2 separate regions of the Mus musculus genome follow, and region 1 is linked to region 2. Evidence: chromatin contacts called from public HiChIP or PLAC-seq data. All regions are on one chromosome and are shown on one strand. Each heading gives the region's core, a stretch centred on a gene start, on an enhancer-like site or on the middle of the called end of the contact. The rest is flanking DNA. Distances are from core to core; before and after follow the strand shown. Region 1 has its middle 61 kb from the start of Oxsm. Region 2 overlaps Gm31658 (a long non-coding RNA gene).

Region 1 (5,598 bases), core at 1,408-3,907, 850 kb after region 2:
ATAATTGTAATATTTACATAAATTTTTATAAGAATTTGCTAATAACAATTTCACACATCATGCTCCATTCCTCTGAAATTCTAATTAACTTTGAGGAAGTTGTGACTGAAAGAGCAGGCCTCCCTCTACCAGCTCAGGTGTAATGTGGAGTCTATTAGAAAAATTCCTGCAGCTTACATGGAGCCCAAGGACACAGCAGTGAGAATGCCAGGACCTGTGATTACTTTTTGTGATGTGTTTTAGTTCTACTGATCCACTCACTAAAACTTAATTCTGCACTAAAGACCAGAATTTACAAAGATCCCACAAATTGGAGTTCCAGTCCCCAACAGGACCTCTGTACTTCCTTTGATAACAGTCAGACAATGGGGTTCTCAAGCCGCTTGCACTTCTGGCCAGCTATAAATCAGGGGGTTTCTATGAATCCTCTCTGGGTTCCTAATTTTCTAGTTCATATCTCAAAACTCGGGAAAGCATTGTACCTGCAATTATAGCTTTGTTACAAGGGACACAGGTCAGCCCAGACACCACTACCCCCCAAAAAAGGCAATTATTGTACTGTTGTATGGGTCAGAAAATTGATAAAGGAAGACACCAGACTCAGATAGTATGCAAAATCAAAGAGCGTTTATTGTGCAGAAACAACCAGCTTACGGGGCTCATTCTTTGAAATGATGACCCCAGAAAAAGGCACACAGGCCTTCTTATAGAGAACTGGGGGAACTCTCTAGAAGGATTAGGTAACTTAAAATTTCACTGGTGGGTGCTTGGGAGTCACAGGTGATCAGTGGCCTACATTCCTACATCGTGAGCAGCATTCAATATGATAAAATAGGGTTGTCCAGGGCAGATGGCCCATTCTGAGATAAGATATGTCCCCATTTTTGTGGTTATCCACAAGCTGTTCTTTGGGAGAGGGTTGTATGATCTTGTTCTGGATTTTATGGTCTGTTCCTAGAGCCGGTGTCTTATGACTTACTTTCTGAGACTTATGGGCTATCCTGAAGCTGGTGCCTTATGGCCTTTTTTGAAATCAGGCCTGGTCCTCAAAATGGAGAAAAATGGGGTCCTTAAATGTGAACAAATGAAGTTTATATTGTCCTTTCTTTGTGGAGTTCTCAACGCCAGAAAGCTCCAAAAGTCCAGAGTTGTGGTAAGATTGTAGCATGTAGGCTAGATTGAGCAAACCACTGACCATCTGATTGAGCTTAATCACTTAGAGACATGGTTTTGCCATATCAGTCCTCCTTCTCTCAGGCTAGGATACACTGATGTGCATTTGAATGGAAACCTTCCAATTTGGTGGTCCTTAAAGAAGAAACTTGTTCCACTGTTTGGAGTTGAATGTATATGTAGCTCAATGCAGTAGGTATCCTATGCTGCTAGCAGGTTGCTGGGTGCCTTGTTCAGAGCTGGAGGTACACATAGTATATACAGGTAAGAGTCTCAGGCTAACAACATCATTACTCAAAGGGGGATGAGTATAGCTCTAGTTAAGTGGAGTCTAAGGTGGCTAAGCTATCCCTTATTCTGGTCTGCTTTGTCATAGAAGAGGGTACAGGAAGAATGAGATCCAGAGGCTGGAGAATGCTGTGAGACATTGTCTTCTGGACATGACAACTCCATTGAAGTATGTATAGGAGAGACATTTACTAGGTCCAACCGCTATCTGAGGAGCTATTATAGTCAGCAGGTGGCTGTTGAGTGATATAGAATCATTATTCTTTGGAGGGCATAAGTTTCCCATGCTCCAAATCTGAAGCACTAATGGACTCTGGGTAATAAAAACAGAGAATAAGGGCATGAAGGTAGAGGGGATGTGAAGGTAGAGGAGCCTAGGAGGGACTGGGAATAAACATGATCATAGTACTCTGTGTATATATATGAAATCCTGTAAGAATAAATTTTAAAAGCATTATTTAAGAAATCTGGCAGTGAAGATGTCCCTTAGGAGTTAAGGTCCTCTTTCATAGGACTGTGGTTCAATTCAAAGTACCCACACAAAGCTGCACAACCTCTTGTGATCCCAGCTCCAGAAGATCTAACACCTACATGCACAAATGCAAACACAAAAATACAAATAAAATCATATTAACTTCTAATCCTCACTTATCACTCATTTATTTATGAGACATAGATAAAGACAGAAGGAAAGGTAATACAAGCAAAAAGGAAAAAGGTATGGCTGGATGTGATATAAGTACCCAAGGTCACCCACCAGGAAAAAGAAGAAATAGAGTTCTAGTTCAAGTTTGTCTCCATGACTCTTTCTTCCCACTTTTGGGGTTTGCCATGAAAGTCTTGGTAAAAACATCAGAGAGCATTAGAACAGCTTAATGATAACTACTAGATACTGAACATTCTGAATAGGACACCAGTGCTGAGGATGCAGCAACCTGCTAGAAGCAGAAGAAAGGGTACCACAAAGCTTCTCTAGCTGCCTAGATCCACAAACAACGCTGATGCCTTAAGGCTTGGAGTGAACTCAGTGTTAGAGCACCTGACTAGTATGAACATAGCTATCTCAATTACTGTTTCTGTCACTGTGGTGAGATACCCAGCCCAGAGGGAGAGGGCTCAGCAGTTAAAAGCACTGGCTGCTTTTCCACAGGACCCAGATTTAACTCCTAGGAAGCACATGATGCCTGTAGCTCCACTTCCAGTAGTACACAATGCCCTCTTTAGGCTGCTATAAGCACTAGTCACATGCATAGTTCAGACCTACGTGCAGGCAAACACTCAAACACATTTAAAGAAAAAAAGCCTAGCAGAAGCAAGTTAAAGTTATATTATAGCTCAGCATTAGAGTGTTGAGTTCATAGTCACTTGTCCCTGTGCACTTGAGGAGAGCAGACTGGCTGTAGAGGACCACAGAAAAAGCATCTCTACCACGTGGTGGACACCAACTGAAACAGCAAGGAGAGAGAACAATGAGGACCTGGTACAGCCTCACAAAGTGGCTCAACCTGTGCCTACCTCCTCAGCTACTTCCCAGACTCTCTCAGAACAAGAAAATGAGCTACTGACCAAGCATATAACACATCTACGGTAGACAGCTTACATTCTAACTATAGCAACACCAAAATAAAAATAGTGGCCTGAGTCTCCTGCAAACTAACATTTCCAGGAGGGTAACTAGGCTCTAGTAAAATAAAACACATCCAAATCCAAAAACAAAGAAGAAACATGAAATAAAAATTGATATATCATCTTAGAGAAAAAATTAAAATGTACACACAGGTTAAATAATGTTGTTGTTTTTTTTTTAATGCCAGATTTGTAGTTGGAAAACTGGTCAGGGATTGTGAGAATTTGTTGGCTGCTATTCCAGAAAACCAAAGTTTCATTTCCAGCACCCACATAGGTCCACAACCATCTGGAACTGCAGTCTTCTTCTGGCCTCTGTGGGCACTGCATGCATGTAGGCACAACATACACACACACACACACACACACACACACACACACACACACACAATATAAATAAAATATAAAAACAGAAAACAGCAACTAAAAAAAACGTTGGACCTTGCTAATTAAGGTCACAGTCTACTGTTGTCCCGATAGCTTTCTGAGCTCAGAGCAAAATGGGGAACTTCCCTTTACCAGCAGGATTTCTCCTTTTCTCACCTTGTCTGGGGAGCCTGAACCTCCACACTCTACTTGGAGAAGGTCATATAGTCCTTGGCAGACCTACAAGTTCAACTTCCTCTTTCCCTATAAGAACCCATCCAGGAAGTACCTGGGATTCCTGGAATGCATCTCCTTGCAAAGGAGGCATTTAAGCTCCAGTCAATGATTTTCATTTACCCTGAAAACTCCTTCCAACTTTTCAAAGTCCATCTACATCCCTGATTCATCCCAAATAAAGTATATGCATACCAGCCCACCCAAAATAAAGGCATATACACAAACTCAGACCATCTCAGAAAGCTGGTTCATTGAAGATTGTTGGAGAAGGTCTTCCCCTAAAAATACTGTAACACTAAGACCCTCAGAGGCCTTCTCCTCCCACAGACCCTGTACCTCTCAGGCTGCCCCAATCCACCCAACCCCCCACCACATTCCCTGCCCTTGGCACTCCTAGCCAGATCAGGCTCCTGTAGCACACCACCCACTCCAGACTCCACTTCATCCTTCCAGCCCAACATGCAGCAGCATCTGGACACCCTGAGAGAAAAGAAGTACAGGAGGAGGATCTATAGCTGGACCTCAAAACACATATCACAGCAAAGGACATGTGCTAAATAAATTTATAGAAAAAATATTCAGCCTTATGATCTGTGCATCTAACCATAGTGTTTGTTCTTTCCCCTGTCTTTCTCCTCTTTCCAATTGTAACCAAGTTTATAGAGAGTGTTACAGAATATGCAAGAAAGGATATTAAATGTTATTTGATTTCTTTCTCTTTTTATTTTTGTGATTGTTGAACCCAGGGCCTTGCAAATGCTGAAAAAGTGTTCTACCATTGAGCTATATTCTAGGCCAATGTTAAACAATTTCTATTACATAATTAGTTAAAAAGTATGAAAAAGTTCAAACATGTGTCTATCCTTTGACACAATAGTCATACCTCTGGACATGTATTCTAAAACAAAATTTGACCTAAGATATGAAAATTCATTTTATATGCAAATACCTATAAAAACAGGAGTTATTCTTGCATAAAAAATTGTAATTATAAAAATTTTGCTACAGTAGAATCTAAATAAAATGAATAAGCTAGATGAGTAAATTGTAAGTTGCTTACACTTTCAAGACTACATACATAAACCATAAGTAAGATTGCATGCATTCACACTAGGTCTACACCAGAGCAGAAGCAGTGGCCTTATTGGGCTAACAGGGTCTTTCTTTGTACATATGAGTTGTTCTCAACTTCTCAGTGTTTATACCTAAATTGCACTATTACCGACAAACAGTTGCTTTCAAATTAACAAGCACACATCAAGGGAAGAGGCTCTATCCCACCTTGTCTATGAGGTAGTTCAGTCGGACCAGAGATCATAAGAACCACAGAACAGTAAGGATGGCTGCCATCTTCACAATTTTACACAGCCATCTTAAGTACTCTTCCCCAACAAAACACAAAATACATTTCTAATAAGAATGACAAGCATAAATGACAAGCCTGTCACAATGCAATTAAGAAGGTATTAAGGCTCTTCAAAGGCAGCAGCACAAACCATAACGACAGCATGAAATGCATAATAAAGAGATGAAATATAAGGCAAACAAAGTGTCTTATTAAAAACAAAAAAGGTTGGAAATGCCTAGGCACTCATCAAAGACCTTATTTCCTCTAGTAATAATTTTAATTTAAGGATGCTGATCTTGAGGTGGCTTGAGTTTTCTCTCCTTATGGAGTTGTTTTTAATATACTTGGGTACCTCTGAGGGCATTAATAATTGTCTACTATGAAGAATGTAAATGATGAGATGAAATGCATTACTAAAATATTTAAAAGAAACAAAGAGAAATAGATGACATGCTTAAAGCTTAAATATGCATTTCCTATACATATAGCATAAATGGAGGCAGGCTTAAGCAAAACTTTCTCCTCTCTTCTCACTCATATCTGTGTCCCAAATACTTCTA
Region 2 (6,085 bases), core at 3,452-5,951:
GTTGTGTCCGACCAGAGGCTCACATGTCTGGGTTCTAGTCTGGAAATGCATCTTGGAATCTGGAAGAGAAGAGGGAGCTAGGCGGACGAGAGAAAGGTGAAACCAAAACAGTCAGTCTGATCAAGGTTCAATTTTAATGTCAGCAAACACACTTTATAAAGAAGAGGGGAGGCCCATCCCTAGCCATGCAAAGTTCCTTTGAAGTCGATAGGTCAGCCTTCTAGAAGGAACTCGTGAAGATTGAAGTTTGGTGCTAACTCCGGAAAATTCTTGGAAGAGAACCAGTGTGGCCTCAGGAAGGTTGGGCCTCAAGCAGGTAGTGGCACATCAAAGGAGCAGCACAGCAGATGGCTCCGCTTAAGTGGTGGATGGTCACAGCCAGCCTTGCTAGGCTGGAAGGAGGTAACACATTAACACTTACAAAGGAGAGAGAAAGAAAGACAGACAGAGAGACAAAGAATAAATGTAAACACTGAAAGTTGTGGTAATTGTGTCTCCATGAAATATTTAACTTATCAAAAATAAATGCTGCTTGTAAAAAAGGAAATATTTCTGTTACAAAAGTAAAGTATGTATGGCTACAACTCTCATTTAAAAGGTTTTTTTTTTTATTTCATCTGAGCTATAAAATTCATCTCAGGAAAAGCCTATACTTTAAACTTCAAAATATTAAAGTAAAAATAAACTCTTGAAATACATTTGCCTTGAAGAAAAAAAAAGTATGTGTTTTTTAACCAATATGCTTTTATTTAATTTAAATATCAGCCTTCAAGAATTATTTACATATAGTTTCAGTATTCATTCATTCATTTTTGTGATTTGATTGTGAGTAGTCCCCCACAGACTTATGTGTTTGAACATTTGGTCCCCAATTGGTGGTACTTTGAAAAAGTTGTATAGTTTAGGAGGTGGAGTCTCACTACATGGAAAAATTCACTGCAGGCTTTCTGAGTTCATATGTGTTATGACTAGCCAGCTTCCTGCTCTTGCTAGCCTGCCTTGCCCACCATTGTGCCCTGTGTCCTCCAGAATTTATAGGGAAAAATAAACATTTAAGTTGCTTTATTAAGGAATTTTATAACAAAAGGCAAAGCAAATAAGAAAGATGTTAGCAATGAGAAATGGGTCAGTTGCTGTGGTAAAGTTAAACTGTGGATCTGGGCCTTTGGAACTAGTTTGTAGGAATAATGTGGAAGAGATAATATTTGGCTGGAAAAACCCTAGCATACTGGAAGCAGAACTATGTAAGCCATTCTTTTGGGAGCTTAGAAGACAGGAATGTAAGAGAGAAATTCAGACATTGGGAAACTGGTTCCTGAGCTTCTAAATGGGGAGCAAGGACTCGATTTGGCTAGAGTCCACTGAGATTACATTCATTATGTTAATGGCATTGGCAGAGAAGATTTCAAGACATCTCACTGTTGTCTCTCTTGTGTAGTTATTAGTCATCACTCTTATGATGATCTATAAAGAGGAGGGGCAATCTGAGCTTTAGAGTCAAGGAACAAGAAAGAGGTTCTAGAATTTCCCTCTGCAGCTATAGATTGGTACTGAAGCCAGGTGTATGTCAGGGGTGTCCCTGCATGAAGACTCAGAGAGTCTATTGCTAAAGCTATAGAGGTGAAGCCTAGATTTCACTGGAGACCCCAAGATGTTCAAAATGCCATAGTCATGGGATACCTACCAAGGATAACTTAGAACCAGGTGTGAAACCAGCTCAAAAGAGAGAAGTGTGATGTAGTCAACAAAGCTGAAAGGAGTTGGAGTTCTGAAGAGTGCTTTGACATCAGACATTGCGATGTAAAAGTTGGAGTTTACTCTGCTGGTTTTAGGTCTTGATTTGATGCAGTTTTTTTTCTGATTTTGCTCCTTTTCCTCCCATTTGGAGTGGTAATAAATATTATGTGGTATTGTATGCAGTACATGATATGATTCTTTATTTTGATTTTTACAGGGATTATAGTTAAGAGATTTCCAAGAGTCTCAGAAGGTACTCTGAATTTTGGACTTTTAAATGTATTGAGACTCTTGTAGACTATAGAAACTATTGAAATTCAACTGAAAGCACTTTTATATTATTATGGTTGGCTACAAGTCTATGGGGTGAGGGAGTGGAACATGCTGGTTTGAATAAGAATGGCCCTCAAAGGCTCATTTATGGAACAAATTCATCAAATGCCCCATTTAGATGCAGCCATGAAAAAAAGACTATCAACTTGAGAGTTGTAAGGGCAGATATAGGGCAACAACTTGAGTCTCCTAACTTACATCCTGTGGATTTCCATGTAGCACATTATGTACTAATAAATAACTATTAGATGAATGAAAAGCCATTTACTTAGGAGGATAAAGATGAATTTTGACAACTGGATTACTAAGACTTTATGAATGTCACAAAGCTCAAGAAAACTTGAGATGAAGCAAATTTAAGTCATGCCAAGAAAACACACACACACACACACACACACACACACACATACACACATACCACATGCAGTCAAGTCACACGTGCACACAATCCATATATATACATACCAAAACTTCACACACATACACTATACATATACCATGCACACACATGTACACCAAACTCAAACCACATATATACCACAGACAGAGTATATATTATACCACACATATGCACACAAACATTCTTCCCATGATAAGAATGACGATAGCTTTTGTGGACCACGGGGGGACTTTCTTTTAGAAGATAGACCTTTGTACATATCTGTCTTCAAAATGCAATTGTAAGCTCCTTTGGTTTGAAAAATCGTCAATTTTAACCTTTGTTCATCTCCATTTGCTAAACAAATGACCCCAAGAAAAGTGATACATTCATTCATTTCATAATAATAATGTGTGGGCTCTTTTGAATGTAGGCATTTAAACAGCATGGAATACTTCCATGTAGAGATAGGATAGAGACATCATTGGTTCTGTGATCCTCAGCAAAGACATGACATTTTAAAAACAATGGCAGAACCAGGAAGTTTTCCTTTGATGATATCATTGAGAGTGTATAAAGCTAATATGATAAATCTGAACTTGGCTTCACAAATAACAGACTTGGTCAGGCTCTAAATAGTGTTGAGTGTGTGAAAACCAGACACAGTTCTAATGGAAAGAACTATGGAATCCCATATCAGAACCACAGAAAAATATTTCAGTTGTTGCCAGAAGACACACAATAGTGACCCAGAATTTATGAGTAGGTAAAGAGCAAAGGAGGTAAGGAGAGCAGATCTGGCCCTGGCTCTGTAGTCACATGGAAGTCACCTGACCTGGAGAACCTCTGCTGGGGACAATTCTAAAGCATGGCTGTCTTTGACATTCTTGCAAATCTTCATCATCATTCCTAGTGGCACCTTCCACTATGGCCCTGCCCTTTTTTGTCATAGGTTCAGGCCTGTTTCATTGCAGCTCCTTTACTGAACTCTAATCTCTGGTCTACAGACACCCAGCATGTGTTTATTGGAGTTTCCTAGTATCACAGGCGGCCATGTGCTCAGCTCTGCACATCTATCCACTCTGTCTTCTATCTTGTTCCCAAGAGCTTCTCATTCCAGTTGACAAGAGTGTTCATATCTTGATGACAGGATGTAGATGGGAATAAAGTGACACCAGATGGAACACCAAACAGAATTCCTTTCCCACAGGAGCTCCAGTTTAGTTTTACTCTGCTTGCTTTGCACCATTTACACTATCCCTGTACACTATCTCTTCCTTTTCTGTCGCCAGGCAAGATCAGCTAAGTGACCTCACTTAGTCAGTTCTGCTGTAAGTCACTGAATATCCAAACATGGCCTTTCCATGTAGCTTAAACATTTCTAAACAGTTTTAATTTTTTTTGGATAAAGATAGATTAATTAAAAAGGAACAGAAGGATTGAGGATAAATAAAAGAACACAAAGCAAGAAATAACGGTATTTTTCTCCTCCCTTGTGTCCACGCAAATATGTGATTATGTAATTGATCACCTTAGAATGAGGTCACTGTCATACATAATTTCACAATCTTACTGTATTCTTCAACTGGGACTTCCACATCAATCTGCCATACTTGTTCATTTTTGGCAAGCTCAGGAGAGGAGAGTCAGTTTCAACAAGAGTCTTAGCCAATGTATTTATTTTTAGGTTGTCTGTGGCTGTTGTCTGATTTTATGTCAATTCTTGTACTCTGGAGTTTTAACTGTTTTTGAATTGACATTTTACTTTCAACCCACAAAAGGCTTTCCTTGGTATTCTAAGACCTGGAATTCTTTTACCTACTGCAGAATTTAGATGAGACCTGGAATTCTTTTACCTATTGCAGAATTTAGATGGATTAGTGTTTTCAATTCACCTTCAGGCACTGATTGCACATAGTTCAGGTCTGCCTCACCTAAAGGAGCTCTTCTGTCTTACAAAGTGCTGCTTAGTCTCTCAGGACTGTGTTCAATTATGAAAGGGCCATCGGGGGGCGCTGTTTTCTGGTCTTTTTTCCACAGATGCTTTCCTGTGAGCCTTGCCTCTTTGGCACACTTTTACCCACTGTTAGTGGGTCCTTCATGTTACAAACGGTTATGGCAGGGTGTTGGGGTGCTTGCTGTCTCTCTAATTGCTCAACTTTTTCTCTGGTATTGCAATTGATGTGTGTATTTACATACTTATCCAATCCAGTGTCTGGTTTGCTTCCTGTTCTATACATTGCTGGTAAGTCCTAATGCATCATTTCCTGTTGCTTCTTTGAAAACAGGCCTATTGAAACTTGTATCCTAATTTAGTATCAGGTACAATGCTCAAATATGAAGCATATTTTCATACCTACAGAGGACAATCACTCACATTAATTACCACAGACTTGTTTTTACATAACCAAAATTTTAATAGTTCTTAGGCTTATTCTTTTAGAAAATGACATGTGTTGTTTTCATAATTTTGACATAGATCTTGTTAACTTGAAAGATGCTAACCTAATTGCTCCACAAACACATAGATGTAAAAACTATTTTTACTGTACATGCATGTTTCCTAAAGCCCTGCTTGTTCTTGGGTCTACTGCAGTTAACCTCATTTTATATTAGAGTTTATTTTTTCCTGCTTCTGGGAAGTGTGGTTGTAAATAAGATCTAGGCAGTGGTTCTGATTGGCTTAAGCACAAGTGCAGATTCCACTCATTGTGGGTCATTACTGACTTGAGGTTAAGAGGCCCATTGGACACGCAAACTTTATATGCCCCAGTACAGGGGAACGCCAGGGCCAAAAAGGGGGAGTGGGTGGGTAGGGGAGTGGGGGTGGGTGGGTATGGGGGACTTTTGGTATAGCATTAGAAATGTAAATGAGCTAAATACCTAATAAAAAATTTAAAAAAAATAAAAAAAAAAGAAAGCTATTAGAAGAGTCACAGATAGACACCCAGGCTTTGGCATCAGAAAAGTCTTACTTTCTTCTGTAAATCTTTCATGATACTACTGTACATTAGGGTAGGAGATCTAAAATTGTTTTGCTGATTTTTCAGAGCTCTGCCAGCACTTAAGCTGACATCAAGAAGGGCTGACTGAGAAGACAGAAAGAACTTGGAGTCGTTTTTGTCACTCTTGGATCAGCCTTCAGGTGAGCTCCAAGACTGGCCATATAATTTACTACTAAAACCTAGTTGTATTGCATTTCTCATTTAGAGAAGAGATGAAAGACAGATGCTTATAGGTATAATGCTTGCAGAATGGTATGGTAAGAACTGGCAAAGCATTAATATGTAGAGTTTTATTAACCCTGACATGCTGAGTTGATTGGAATTGAGATACTGTAGAACTTTGGGCAAGTTACCAGGTTGTGGAAGTAAACAAAGTGCTTCACTCTGGAGCTCAGTTGAATGAGACTTCTCCCCAGTTTGAGAACCAAAAATTTCAGCAGAGTCAGCAACATTTGCCGTGAAGAGTGCTTATACAGAGACAGTATTTATTTTATATGGAGATATTTTTAAATAAGGATGCTAAAATTCAGTGAACTACTCTTCCCAGGTCTCTTCTGGGAATCTCAAGAACAAAATGTTTGTATCAACTTTAGTTAACAGTGCAGACATCCTGACTCCCTGTGCCCCTGTG

Evidence for each region. HiChIP or PLAC-seq counts read pairs in DNA pulled down with a chosen protein or histone mark.
Region 1: an H3K27ac HiChIP or PLAC-seq map of regulatory T cells shows a contact between it and region 2, with 10 times the contacts expected there. The contact joins two enhancer-like sites. A contact is called at or near these places in 4 of 484 Hi-C or Micro-C datasets (differentiating embryonic stem cells, embryonic stem cells, nephron progenitors and 1 more) and 4 of 115 datasets of contacts at active chromatin or transcription factors (T-cell acute lymphoblastic leukemia, double positive thymocytes, embryonic stem cells and 1 more).

The regions. Positions count from the first base shown.
Region 1 is chr14:16,179,459-16,185,056 of GRCm38.p6, forward strand. No RefSeq gene overlaps it. Among named protein-coding and RNA genes, the nearest start is that of Oxsm, 61 kb to the right of the region's middle. Within about 2 kb of position 2,658, at least 24 of the 459 cell types and tissues checked have an H3K27ac peak or open chromatin away from gene starts, as enhancers often do. A contact at or near this core is called in regulatory T cells, where this site is marked.
Region 2 is chr14:15,326,875-15,332,959 of GRCm38.p6, forward strand. Gm31658 (a long non-coding RNA gene) reads left to right here. Exons shown (of 3, transcript XR_383097.4): 3 at 5,500-5,546. Among named protein-coding and RNA genes, the nearest start is that of Gm31577, 8.0 kb to the left of the region's middle. Within about 2 kb of position 4,702, at least 3 of the 459 cell types and tissues checked have an H3K27ac peak or open chromatin away from gene starts, as enhancers often do. A contact at or near this core is called in regulatory T cells, where this site is marked.